Regions from separate parts of the Mus musculus genome. Here regions 1, 3 and 4 are each linked to region 2. Evidence: chromatin contacts called from public HiChIP or PLAC-seq and capture Hi-C data. All regions are on one chromosome and are shown on one strand. Each heading gives the region's core, a stretch centred on a gene start, on an enhancer-like site or on the middle of the called end of the contact. The rest is flanking DNA. Distances are from core to core; before and after follow the strand shown. Region 1 has its middle 40 kb from the start of Adamts10. Region 2 holds the start of Cyp4f14 (cytochrome P450, family 4, subfamily f, polypeptide 14). Region 3 holds the start of Wiz (widely-interspaced zinc finger motifs). Region 4 holds the start of Adamts10 (a disintegrin-like and metallopeptidase (reprolysin type) with thrombospondin type 1 motif, 10).

Region 1 (2,700 bases), core at 86-2,585, 570 kb after region 2:
GAAATATGAAAGGAGGCTGGGGAGATAACTCCTATCCCCAGCACCTACTTAAAACCCCAGCTTGGTACTGTGTGTCCATAGCCTCAGCCCTGGGGGATCCCAGCTTGGTAGTATGTGTCCATAGCCTCAGCATGGGAGATGGACTCTTAAGGACCCCTGGTGCCCTCTGGGCAGCCAGTATAGCCAACTTGTCAGAACTCTAGGTCAGAGTTTGAGAGACCTTACCTCAAAAACAATATGGAGAGCTGGCAAGATGGTTTAGCAGGTAAAGGCATTTGTTATCAAGCCTGAAACCCTGAGACCCACAAATTCTCCTCTGATCTCCACACAAGCATTGTTGCACACTTGCCATGACATTTGCATAACACCATACATACACACACCACAATAATAAATAAATAAATGTAGTTTTTATATAGAAAATATACTGGAAGGAGGGAGGAAAAACTCTTGATATCGACCTCCACGTGTACAAGTACATACTCAAATAAATCTTCCATATACATACATAAGTATGCATACATGCATACACAAAATAATCAATAATTTAAATGTTTTTATTTAATCTCAGCTTAAATATCTCCTTCTATGGATGGTACCCGAGTACCTATTCTGGACTCCAAGGGAGTAGTCTACTTTAGCTGTCACCTCAGCCTCACCCTGAGTCTGTCCTCCATCTCCACAGATCTACGGCATAGACACTAGAATAAATACCGGAGGCATGAAATATTTAGAGAAGAGAGGTCTCTGTGTGATTGTTGGGTGGGTTTCGATGCAGGTGAACATTGCTTTCAGGGTCTGGAAGATTCTCCCAGCACAACTCACTAAAGCCAACAGAGGTTAACGATTTTAAGAGATCAATAGCTGCCTTCACAGCAAGGGTACCAGGAGGGTTGGTGTCTAGCATGACTCCCCGTCAGATTCATGGAAACGGGGTTGAAAAAGGCATCCCTTCACTGACCTATGTGGATCTTTTCTGATTCAGAAGGGTGGCTGAAGATAGGGGAGCCACAAGGTTGTTCTCACGGCGGTGAACAGCCCAGCCCATTCCCTGGAAAAGCCTCAGAGCCCCGAGACATTGCACTCTCACAAGGTTCAGTGAGCCTTGATAGAAGCTCAGGGCCCTACACTCTCACAATGAGTGAGCCCCAGGCTTCACAGAAGCCCTCATCAAAACCCAATCTCTAAAACTGAGAGGCCTTGGTGGGAACTTAGATTTCTAGAGGAAAATGCAAAGCACTGTGAGACCTGGAACGACCCACCTCCTCCTCTCCTCCCTCCCTGCCCTCACCCCACCACTACAACCCAGAGGCCGGAAGTTGGTACCGCCTATGCCCAACCCACAAGCCCAGCTGGAGTCGTAGGTGCCAGGAACAGGCTGGTGGGCAGGAAGTGGGGGTGGGCAAGATTTAACGTTCCAATCCCTGCCTTGTCAGTGGCACACTTGAACACGAGCCTTTTCTGGATAGAGCCTCCATTACTGTACCTATTAAGTGGGCACAGAATTGGTGCAAGAGTTATCCTGAAGCCAGGCAGTGCTCAGCCTACCACCAAAGTAATACTCAGTTCCTTATTTATCGCAGTGCTGAGATTTAAACCAGAACTCTCGCATTCCAGGCAAGCACTCTGGTTAGTACCCAGCTATCTCCCTTAGTCTTGGTTTTGTAGCTTATTTTTCTTTTGCTTTTAAAGTGTGTGAGAGAGAGAGTGTGTGTGTATGTGCGCGCACACGCGTGCGCATGCACATGTGCGTGCATTGTATTATGTATGTATACATATTTGTTCAGGTGCATGCCTGTGCCCTTCTCTATCGCTTCCCATCTGATTCTCTTGAGACAGAGTCTATCACATCACAGATCACAGAACACATCATTTTTCTGCTTTGTAGGTGAACAACAAGCCCAAGCAATCCTCCTGCCTCCACCTCACCACACAGGGGTTATAGGTACAAACGTTTTACTGGGGAATCAGACTAAAGTCTTCCTGCCTCCTAATGCTAGGATATTTCCATTTTTGTTTTGTCTTGTTTCATTGGTGGGGGAGTGTTTCATTTTTTTGAGACAATATCTGATTCTGGCTAGCCTAAAACTGGCTATATAGAACAGGCTGGCCTTGAACTCACAGAGATCAACCTGTCTCTGTCTCCGGACTAATGAGATTAAAGGTCTGCATCACCATAGCCAGCAATAAATGCATTTATTAATTTATAGAAAAGAAAAAAATAGAGTCACTTATAGGAAATAGTTCAACTAGAGATTGTCAAGCTAAGCAAAATAGGCAGAAGCAGAGAGATGGCTTAGTGGGCAAGTGTGCTTGGTGAGCAAGCACCAGGACAAGAGTTAATGGTTAGGGCTAACCTTGTACATGCTCCAGATTCAGCAAGAGACCCTGTTGAATGAATAATGCAGAGAGTGACAGAGAAGGACACCCAAGGCCATCCCCCAGCCTCCATGCATTCACTATACATCCCACACAAAGAAGCACAGAAAGAGAAAACTAAGCAAGACTCAGAAAGAGAAACACCTATTCAGCATGCCTCCCCTCACACATGGACTCTGGATTTAGACATATACATGGCATAAAAGTAGAAGGGGGAACTTTGAGGGTTGAGGACAATGGGATATATATCCCAGGATTATTGGCATGTAAATATCACAATGAAACCCATTGATTTGTTTCCTTTTGAGCTTGCGTCAAATT
Region 2 (2,700 bases), core at 200-2,699:
TCCAGTTCCTCCCCTGAACAAAGGGCCACACACTGGGGACCTTCTACCCTAGTCAGGCTCCAGGGGAACAGAAGTGACCTCTATGTCTCTATTAGAGTGGCAGCTCCTATCCACCAGCACCAGCTGCCCACCAGCCTCAGACAGAGCATCCTGAACCTTTATATACAGTCCACATTGAGCCATTTGCAAGCAAAATACCTAGGGCTAAGCCACCTAAGTGGAAGAGCAGATATAAATCAAAGTCCATAGTATGGAGTAAAGGGTGGGGTAAAGGAAGGTTCATGGGAGGGTGAAGGACAGCTTTTATCCAGGTAGCAAGGCAGGACCCACTGTCTATCTTAGGGAAGGAAAGCATGAGAAGGAGGAAGTGGCCCAGGGAGGGGGCAGTGGGAAGTCAGCTTGCAGCTCTGCTGTAGCCCAGCTGGGCCCCACCTATGTGCAGTGTAGGAGAGAGATCAAAGATCAATACTAGAAAACCACAGGACAGAGATGGGCTCACACAAAGGGAAAGAAACAGTCGCAGTCCTTCTGGAACCTCAAATCCAACAGCAGACTGAGGAAATGCCAGGAGTTCTCACTCTGTATATCCCACCATGAGAATCTCTCTGCATCCTTCAGTGAGAGAAAGATAGAAATACCAGAGCAGCCTATGGTGAGAGTACAGGGGGTGAGAAAGGCTTGGAAAGACACACCAAAGGTCAATATCACCTAACCTTCTCCATCACTCCGAGTCCCATTCCTGGTCCCTCGAAAGTCTGTCCACTTTGACACTCCCACCCATCCTGCCATTCTTACCATGCCCACGTGACCCATAAGCCAGTTCCGTTTGGGGGGCTGAGGGAAGCCATGGAGGTGACGATAGTTCCTATAGGCAGCATAGATCTGGATCAGAATCCGGGCCAGGATCCAGGAGGCCCCAAGCAGTAGCAGGGTCTTCCATGGGAAGGCCACCTCGGGCCCCAGTCCCAACCAGGACAGGCTCAGCTGTGACATCCTGCTGGGTGAATAAATGTGCAGTGAGTAACTGAGGTCCCGGAAAGGGACAATAATCTCAAGACACTGGACAGAGGATAGAGCAGAAAGGAGACTTGAGAACCAAGGAAATGTTGGGTGAAGAGGTACAGGAGTGGAGAAGAAGATGAATAGGGGGAGGAGGGGTATGCTGGTGAGGGGAATAACCAGAGCTAGCAAAGCAAGAAGGAGCAGAGAGATTGATTGGAGTTAATACCTCCCTAAATTATGCAAAACTAACCAGGCTTCAGTTATTCAGAAACTACTATCCCCAAGGCCAGCTGGCTCCCTGTGGCATTCTTGCTTGGTCAGCTGGCCTTCTGCCCTGGCCTGGCCTTGAGTTTTACCCTCCCTGTTCCAGGCTAGGTCCCTAAAATATAACCACCCCCAGCCTGGCACCTCCTCTCAGGAACAGGCATCTACCATACCTTCCCTCTCCTCTGGGACTCTTTTATCCCTTGCTTCTTGATGCTTGGAGGGTGGGCCATTCTATGCCAGCCAATCCCTGCCTAGCCTGGATGCCTCCTCCTTGCCTGGGAAAGTGGCCAAGATGGGGGTAGGATCAGCCTGCCGCAAAGGAGAATTGTCATAGGCTTGCAAAAACACGGACATCTGAATCTTAGGACTATGGTGAGACAAGGTTGGCTCTGGGTTATGTATTCCCAGCATCCCTGCTCCTCCAAGGGCGTGGTACACTAAGTAAAAGGGTGAACTTTGGAATCTACAAGGTTGGTGATCAGGATGTGGCCAACCTGGTTCCCAATCATCTCCTGAGCTCTTGTCGAAATGGGTTGTGAGGATGGCAGGCACCAATTTTCAGTAGAGCATTAGAAGGCTATGGGATTGGAGCCTGCCCACCAGCTGCTCAGCCTGGTGGATTTCAAGTCCAGTCTCCTCAGCAGTACTTTTAGAAGCAGAAACAAAGAATGATCCCCAGTTGGGATTTTCAGGTCCAATATTAAAGATCAAGAATGCAGTGAGATTGGGATGGTTAGAGCTGGAAAGGGCACCAAGTAGGGGAGTCCTGTAGGGTTGAGAGAGACCCTGAAGAGGTGACATCCAGGGGGAGATGAAGCTGTTCCTCTGTGTGTGTGTGTGTGTGTGTGTGTGTGTGTGTGTGTGTGTGTGTGTGTGTGTGTGCGTGCATGTACCCCTATGCCAGTGAAAGCCAGAATAGGAAATCTGCTCCCCTATAGCTGGAGTTACAGGTGGTTGTGAGCCACCTGATATGGATGGGTGAGTGAAACTGATCCTCTTGAAGAGTAGCAAACACTCTAACTGCTTAGTCATCTCTCTAGTTTCTTTCCTTCCTTCCTTCCTTCCTTCCTTCCTTCCTTCCTTCCTTCCTTCCTTCCTTCCTTCTTTCTTAGTCTTTCCCTTTCCTTTCTTTCTGATCTTTTTCAGACAGTTTCTGTGAGCAACCCTGGCTGTTCTGGAACTTGCTCTATAGATCAGGATGGCCTTGATCTCACAGAGATCTACCTGCCTCTGCTTCCCGAATTCTTGAATTAAAGACATGCACCACCACCTTCCTTTTCTTAAATAGAAAATAACGCTTTTCCAAATAGCACTTTAGTTAATATTTATTCTTCTTTATGATCGTTAATTTATGTATTTTGAGTTTGGAGACAGTGTCTAATGCTATGTTGCTAAGGATGACTTAAACTTTGAAAACTCATAATTCCAAGC
Region 3 (2,700 bases), core at 63-2,562, 530 kb before region 2:
CCTACGTGCAATCCCCAGTTCTATAAAGAACAGAATAAAACAAAGAAGGAAGAGGGGTGTAAGGCCACACTACTGACTTCACCCCTCAGGGTTTTGAATTTCCCATTCCTAACATGAGATACTAAATAACGGAGGCTCTTCCGACAAAGGTTCTAAGTATGATGTGAATTGAGAAGACAAAGAACTTGGCATGTAGGAACCACAGAAGAGGTGCTCGGAATTTATTAGAAGGCCAAGTTTTGGGGGACCAGCCACACCAGATTCCTGTTAAGTCCTTAAACATACCAGGCTCCTCCCCTCTGCAGGGCCTTTGCCCATGCTGTCCCGCCACCTGCTGGGCACGTCCCACCACTCATTCTGTGCTGTGCCTCAAACACCACTGTGTCAGGTGGCTTTTCCTGGAGCGCCCAGCCATGGTCCTGGCACTCAGTTTAATATCTGCATAGCCTGCATAACCTGCCCTTATGACATCTGCTCAGTCGTTCCTTGTCCACCTTCCCTTCTGGAATGCCAACCCCTGGAGGACAGGGACTTTTGTCTCTTTATGATTATTTCCCCAGCACCCAGAACAGAAAGTGGCACAGCAGGTGCTCAGTGTTTAATAAACGAACAACAAATTGTGAGGTGGGGACAGTGTGAGCTAGCCTTGTATGGGGTAAATCAAGATGGAAAGAGGCAACTCGAATCTCCCCAGACTTTACCTTACCACTAGAGGGCACTCGCTCAGGAGCTCCACTCCATCAAGACTGCAAGAAGGAACAAGTGGGCTTTGGGCAAAGAGCTCAGGGTACTGACATGGGATTTGGATACAGCTGGTGTCCAGCTTAGAGAGGAAAGCCAGGACACTACAAGTATGAATCCCAGTTTCTTACATCCAGTCATGGGCTCCCAAGACATCTGTTTTCATAAGGGCAAACTGAAAAGCGGTACGTGGAGCACTAAAGGAGGCTATGTGCATCGAACAGAATTCCAATTGCAACTCAGCCCCTGCTGGGTGGGGTGACCTGACTCTCTCTGGGCCTGGGGGACCAAGTGGGAAGCTTCTTTAGGGCCACAGAGCCCTCTTACCAGAAATGCCACTTCTGCCATCCAGAATGTCTCGAGGGCCTTCTTTGGTGATTGGCAGGTAATGAGAAGATGGAAAGATATCACCTTCCCCCTCAGCAGCCTCAGCCCCACTCTCGATGTCCTCTCTTGGAGCGGGGCCTCGAGGATGATCCGGGGCAGCCAGGCCACCTGCCAGTAACCCCTCCATGGGTGCCAGCCGTGAATCTTCACTCAGTACCTGGCAGGTTCAGCAGGACATTGTGGGCCTGGAGACAAAGACAAGGAAGACCTTAAGAGAGTAAGAAGAGAATTCTGTTTGTTCTCCCCTCTCTCAGAACCCTAGTCCTCTCCTTCAAAGCCTATGGCCTCAGTTTGTCTCTTAGTTGAAGTGAGGGGTTAAGTGGTGTTGAGGTTCCATTCACTCCTATTATAATCCAATCACCTCTACTGGGAGCGAGTCTCAGTACACTAAAGCGTTCTCTTTCCCCAGCTTCTTCACAGCCTCCATTCACCACAGTTACACACGCACATTCAGTCACCTCAGCCCTCCCTCATCACTCCTTCCACCTCCACCTATTCCTCCCATGGCTCACTCACAGCTTCACCGTGTCCAGCTGCTTTCCTGTGACTGCATAACCTACAGCCATGCCTCCAGTTTCCAGGGTCCCCGCTCTCTCCCCAGTGCAGGGTCTCGAGGGCCCCCATCTTTGCCCTTATACTTTACTCACTTCTGTTGCCCCGTATCAATTACCCCTACACTTTTCCAACATTCACATCCTTCTCCCTACCCAGGAATGTAGGGTTATTAACCCCTTAGCCTCTCCACACGCTCAAGTGACCCCACCATTAACCCTTTCCCTTCTCTTAGCATGATCTCTCATGCATACCAAGCCTGGGCTCCTCCACCCTGCCACCTTCCAATAGTATTGCTTGCATCCTCCACCGATATTGGTTGTTCTGGCCCGAGGATGAAAAGGACCGATGGGGCTCCTGTTTCAGAAATAAGGACCCTGGGGGGGAGGAGGGCGATTGTCCTCTCCACCTATAAATACCTTCAAGGTAGAGCAGAAAGTGAAGGGCAGGAATGAGGCGCTCTCCCCAGGGAGATGGTGGTGAGGCCCGGCCCAGGCAACCGGGGCGGGGCCGGGGCTCCAGGCCTGGTAGCAGGCGTTGCCCTCGAGGGCCTGGGCGCTCCCGGGGGGCCCTACACAGGGTGGGTTGACAGTCTTGGCTGGAGGGGTCCCTGCCCAGGCCTGGAGAAAGCACCTGCGGGTGCCCACTCGGGTAGGCACTGCTGGCGGGGATCGGGCAGGACCGCAACTTCGGAGCACTTTGGCAGCTTGGGGAGGGGGCTCCAGTCCAGATGGTCGTTCCCTACCCCACCTCCCGCAGGGGTCGCAGAGGTAGGGGCGGCGCTGCGCGGACGCACCCTGCGGGGAAGCCAGGGTCCCCAGGATGCGCCCTTCGCCCGTGCACCTCGGGGCGGGAGACCCCGCGGGACGAGCTGAGGTGGGGGGGGAGACACCTGCCTCGAGACCCCCGATCCTCCCCCCACCTGTACAGCCCCGCCCCCTGCAGGCCCCGCCCCTGCAGGCCCCGCCCCTCCCCCGCCCCAGGGGGTCCCGCCCGGCCCGACCGGGCCCAGGCCTCCCC
Region 4 (2,700 bases), core at 55-2,554, 610 kb after region 2:
AGGCAGGTGCCTCAGGCCAAGGGGCCCAAGGGGCAGTTCGGTTAGTGGAGGCCAGGGGTGGGTATGGGTTCTAGGGATTGCAGTATGTAAAAGTTAACAGCCCCTCTGGTCTGGCAGGGTGTCCAGAGAAGTTGGGTCCGGGCAGGAGGGTTCGGGCACCATAGGAATTTTTCGTACAGTGCATGAGCCCTTAACATGCCATTTCCAAGTTCAAGACTAAGTTCAACGTAGAGACAGAGAACTACCTGTATCCCTAGCTGAACTCAGAACAGAGGGAATGTTTGTGGTTGAAACTCTCCTGCTCCCTCCCACAACCACCCCTCTTCCTCCCCTGCTCCCTACAAAGGCTGTCATTACCCCATTTCTAAGGATAAGAAAACCTAGAATCAGAGTCGGTCAAGGCCAAGGCCAAAGCCCACTGTGGGGGCCAATCTTGGAATTCTGAGACCAGGGGTAATGGTGTAGAACACTCCCACAATCAGGCCTGGATTGAAGCTGGTTGGAATCCCAGCTTTGCTCCACTGCACTGGTCATCTCCTGCATGTACAAACTCCTCGTAGATTTAAACACTGTGTCCCAAAGATGATCATGACGCCCCCCTGGCTGGACTTAGTTTTCACATCTGTAAAATGGAACTGACTAGGTCCTCTTCACTGCTAGAGAGTTAAAGCAAGTGAACTCAAAAGCAGAGCCAAAGCAGATCAAAGCCCCCGGACCGGAGCTTTGTGAAGGCTGGGACCCAACTCAGATTTATTCACTCAGCCTCGGGCACCATGCCTGGCACACGGAGAGGCGCCCAATAAATGTTTGCTTGAGCAAGGACCAGCCCTCAATAAATAACAGCTGTTGTTGACTCGGCTAACGGAGGCAAGGCACTGGGCTCTCCCCTTGTCTCAACCCCCTCGCTAGCCCCCAACTCAATTTTGCCCCTTTCTCCAGGACCCCCATCTCCTCCACCTCTTTCTATTCAAACTTTCCTCCCTCACAATTTCCCGCCTAACCCCTCCTTTCCGTCCTCCCCCCCATCCCCCTACTGTGTGCGTCCACTCCTCCCCCACTCTCCACCTCTGTCCCTTCACACCCCCTGCCTTCTTCTATCTCCGCCCCCAGCCTCCCCTCTCCCGTACCCCCCCCCCCAACCTTCTCCAACTCCCATCCCAAATTCCTCCTCAGCATCTCCACCCACACGGGCGCCCTTCGCGAGGCGGGGTAATCCGGGCTCCGGGGTCCTTGGCTTGGGTCCAGCCTGAGGCCCTGGGCGGCGGCGGCGGCGGAAGCAGCAGCAGCGGCGGGCGGGGTTTGGGTTTTTTTTTTTGGTTTTTCTTTTTTTTTAATAACCCTGGCAGGCTGCTCAGGAAGTGAGTGCCTTCCCGCGCCCCCTCCCCCGGCCACGCCACCGGGCGCTTGCTCCCTCCCTTCCTGTGCGCCGGGCGGTGAGTCTGTGCGTCTACAGCGGACCGAAGGCTCCAGGCACGCAGGTACTGGCGATCTGGGGACCCAGTTGGGCGGCGCAGTCACCGGAATGCAGTGATTATAAGTGACTTTGTGTGTCTCGGGGACAAGATGTGCTGGACGGATCCCGTTGTGCGAGTGCTGTGTTGGTGCCGAATGTCCCTAAGTGTTGCAGATACAGACTGCCTGTTTGGGTTGGCTCAGGTTTGGGGCGGGGGTCGAGGTCAGCCACGTATCCAAATGGTTGTGCTTCTGCGGATTGTATGACCTTATGGCTTTCAGCATCTGGGAGCGACTGTGTGGGCAGACTGTTGAGGTGTGTTGAGTGTTTGCCTAAGTGAGGGTAAGAAAAATGCCTCTCGTGCATGTAAATGCCAAGTGTGTCTGTCTCTGAATATTTGCGTTTCTCAGGAGTGTTATTAGTGGAAATGCCTGCATGCATATGTGTCTGAGTTTGTAGAATTTCTTAGTTCCCCCTGCTATGAATGTGTAAACTTGTGCATGTGTGTGTGTTAACTTTCTGTGTTAAATGAGCGTGTATAGGCTGCTAGGCTTGTGGCTTGTCTTGGACTGTGTAACTGTGCACATAGGCCTGTTTGTCTGGGTTTATGGGCTGTCTGGGTGTCCATGTGGAAATATGTGTTTCTGTATACATAGGTGTGGAGGTATGTAGTTGTGTGTGTTTGGGTTTAGTGAACCAGGCCTTCCTGCTATTCAAGTGTGGGTTGCCCTATAGAGTGTGATTGTGTTTGTTTGTGTGTCTGCCTGTGAGAGTGGAGCTGGGGCTGCTACTTCCCCTCAGATGGTCATCTATGCCACAGAACTCTGAAGCAAGGAGCCTCCCTACCAGGGGGAGACACACTTTAATTAACAGCTGGTTGGTGGTAATGGGAGTGGTGACCTGTGCAGCCCCTCCCCTTAGGCCTCCCCTCTGGCTGGTCCTTTTGTCTGTGTGCTCACAGCAGCCAGGCCAGATGTGCAGCGCCTGGAGGAAGCCTGCTGCCTCAGGCTGATGGCTGCCTATGCCTGGCCAAAGAAGCTCTGTCCTCCACTGAGAAGCCTCCACCTCTTTAGCTGGGTTTCCCGCACAGCCTACAAAAGTCTAGGTGTGGAGTGCTGGTCCCTATAGGATCCCCAGGATGTGATGGAGCCACACACATTCCCGGGAGGCTTTTCCCTCTTCCAGCACTTGTGCCCTTCCCCCAGGCTAGTGGCCTCCCTGCAGCCTGCCAGAGGAGGGGCCTGGGG

Evidence for each region. HiChIP or PLAC-seq counts read pairs in DNA pulled down with a chosen protein or histone mark. Capture Hi-C pulls out chosen DNA fragments and counts their contacts.
Region 1: an H3K27ac HiChIP or PLAC-seq map of T-cell acute lymphoblastic leukemia shows a contact between it and region 2, with 2.8 times the contacts expected there. The contact joins the enhancer-like site here to the promoter of Cyp4f14 in region 2. A contact is called at or near these places in 2 of 39 promoter capture datasets (hematopoietic stem and progenitor cells and hippocampal neurons), 1 of 484 Hi-C or Micro-C datasets (the Ba/F3 cell line), 2 of 115 datasets of contacts at active chromatin or transcription factors (T-cell acute lymphoblastic leukemia and bone marrow-derived macrophages) and 1 of 9 other capture datasets (macrophages).
Region 3: a contact with region 2 is called in a capture Hi-C map of embryonic stem cells, with 2.3 times the contacts expected there. The contact joins the promoter of Wiz here to the promoter of Cyp4f14 in region 2. A contact is called at or near these places in 4 of 115 datasets of contacts at active chromatin or transcription factors (bone marrow-derived macrophages, embryonic stem cells and pancreatic cancer cells) and 1 of 9 other capture datasets (embryonic stem cells).
Region 4: a contact with region 2 is called in an HNF4G HiChIP or PLAC-seq map of pancreatic cancer cells. The contact joins the promoter of Adamts10 here to the promoter of Cyp4f14 in region 2. A contact is called at or near these places in 12 of 39 promoter capture datasets (the 3T3-L1 cell line, the C10 cell line, HPC-7-derived erythroid cells and 8 more), 3 of 115 datasets of contacts at active chromatin or transcription factors (embryonic stem cells and pancreatic cancer cells) and 2 of 9 other capture datasets (embryonic stem cells and pancreatic islet).

What each region holds. Positions count from the first base shown.
Region 1 is chr17:33,482,891-33,485,590 of GRCm38.p6, forward strand. No RefSeq gene overlaps it. Among named protein-coding and RNA genes, the nearest start is that of Adamts10, 40 kb to the right of the region's middle. Within about 2 kb of position 1,336, at least 44 of the 459 cell types and tissues checked have an H3K27ac peak or open chromatin away from gene starts, as enhancers often do. A contact at or near this core is called in T-cell acute lymphoblastic leukemia, where this site is marked.
Region 2 is chr17:32,915,893-32,918,592 of GRCm38.p6, forward strand. It overlaps Cyp4f14 (cytochrome P450, family 4, subfamily f, polypeptide 14), which reads right to left and starts at 1,450. Exons shown (of 13, transcript NM_001204335.1): 1 at 1,253-1,450; 2 at 796-997. The coding sequence starts at 993.
Region 3 is chr17:32,386,505-32,389,204 of GRCm38.p6, forward strand. It overlaps Wiz (widely-interspaced zinc finger motifs), which reads right to left and starts at 1,313. Exons shown (of 11, transcript NM_001372227.1): 1 at 1,069-1,313. The coding sequence starts at 1,255.
Region 4 is chr17:33,522,781-33,525,480 of GRCm38.p6, forward strand. Adamts10 (a disintegrin-like and metallopeptidase (reprolysin type) with thrombospondin type 1 motif, 10) reads left to right here and starts at 1,305. Exons shown (of 25, transcript NM_172619.4): 1 at 1,305-1,478.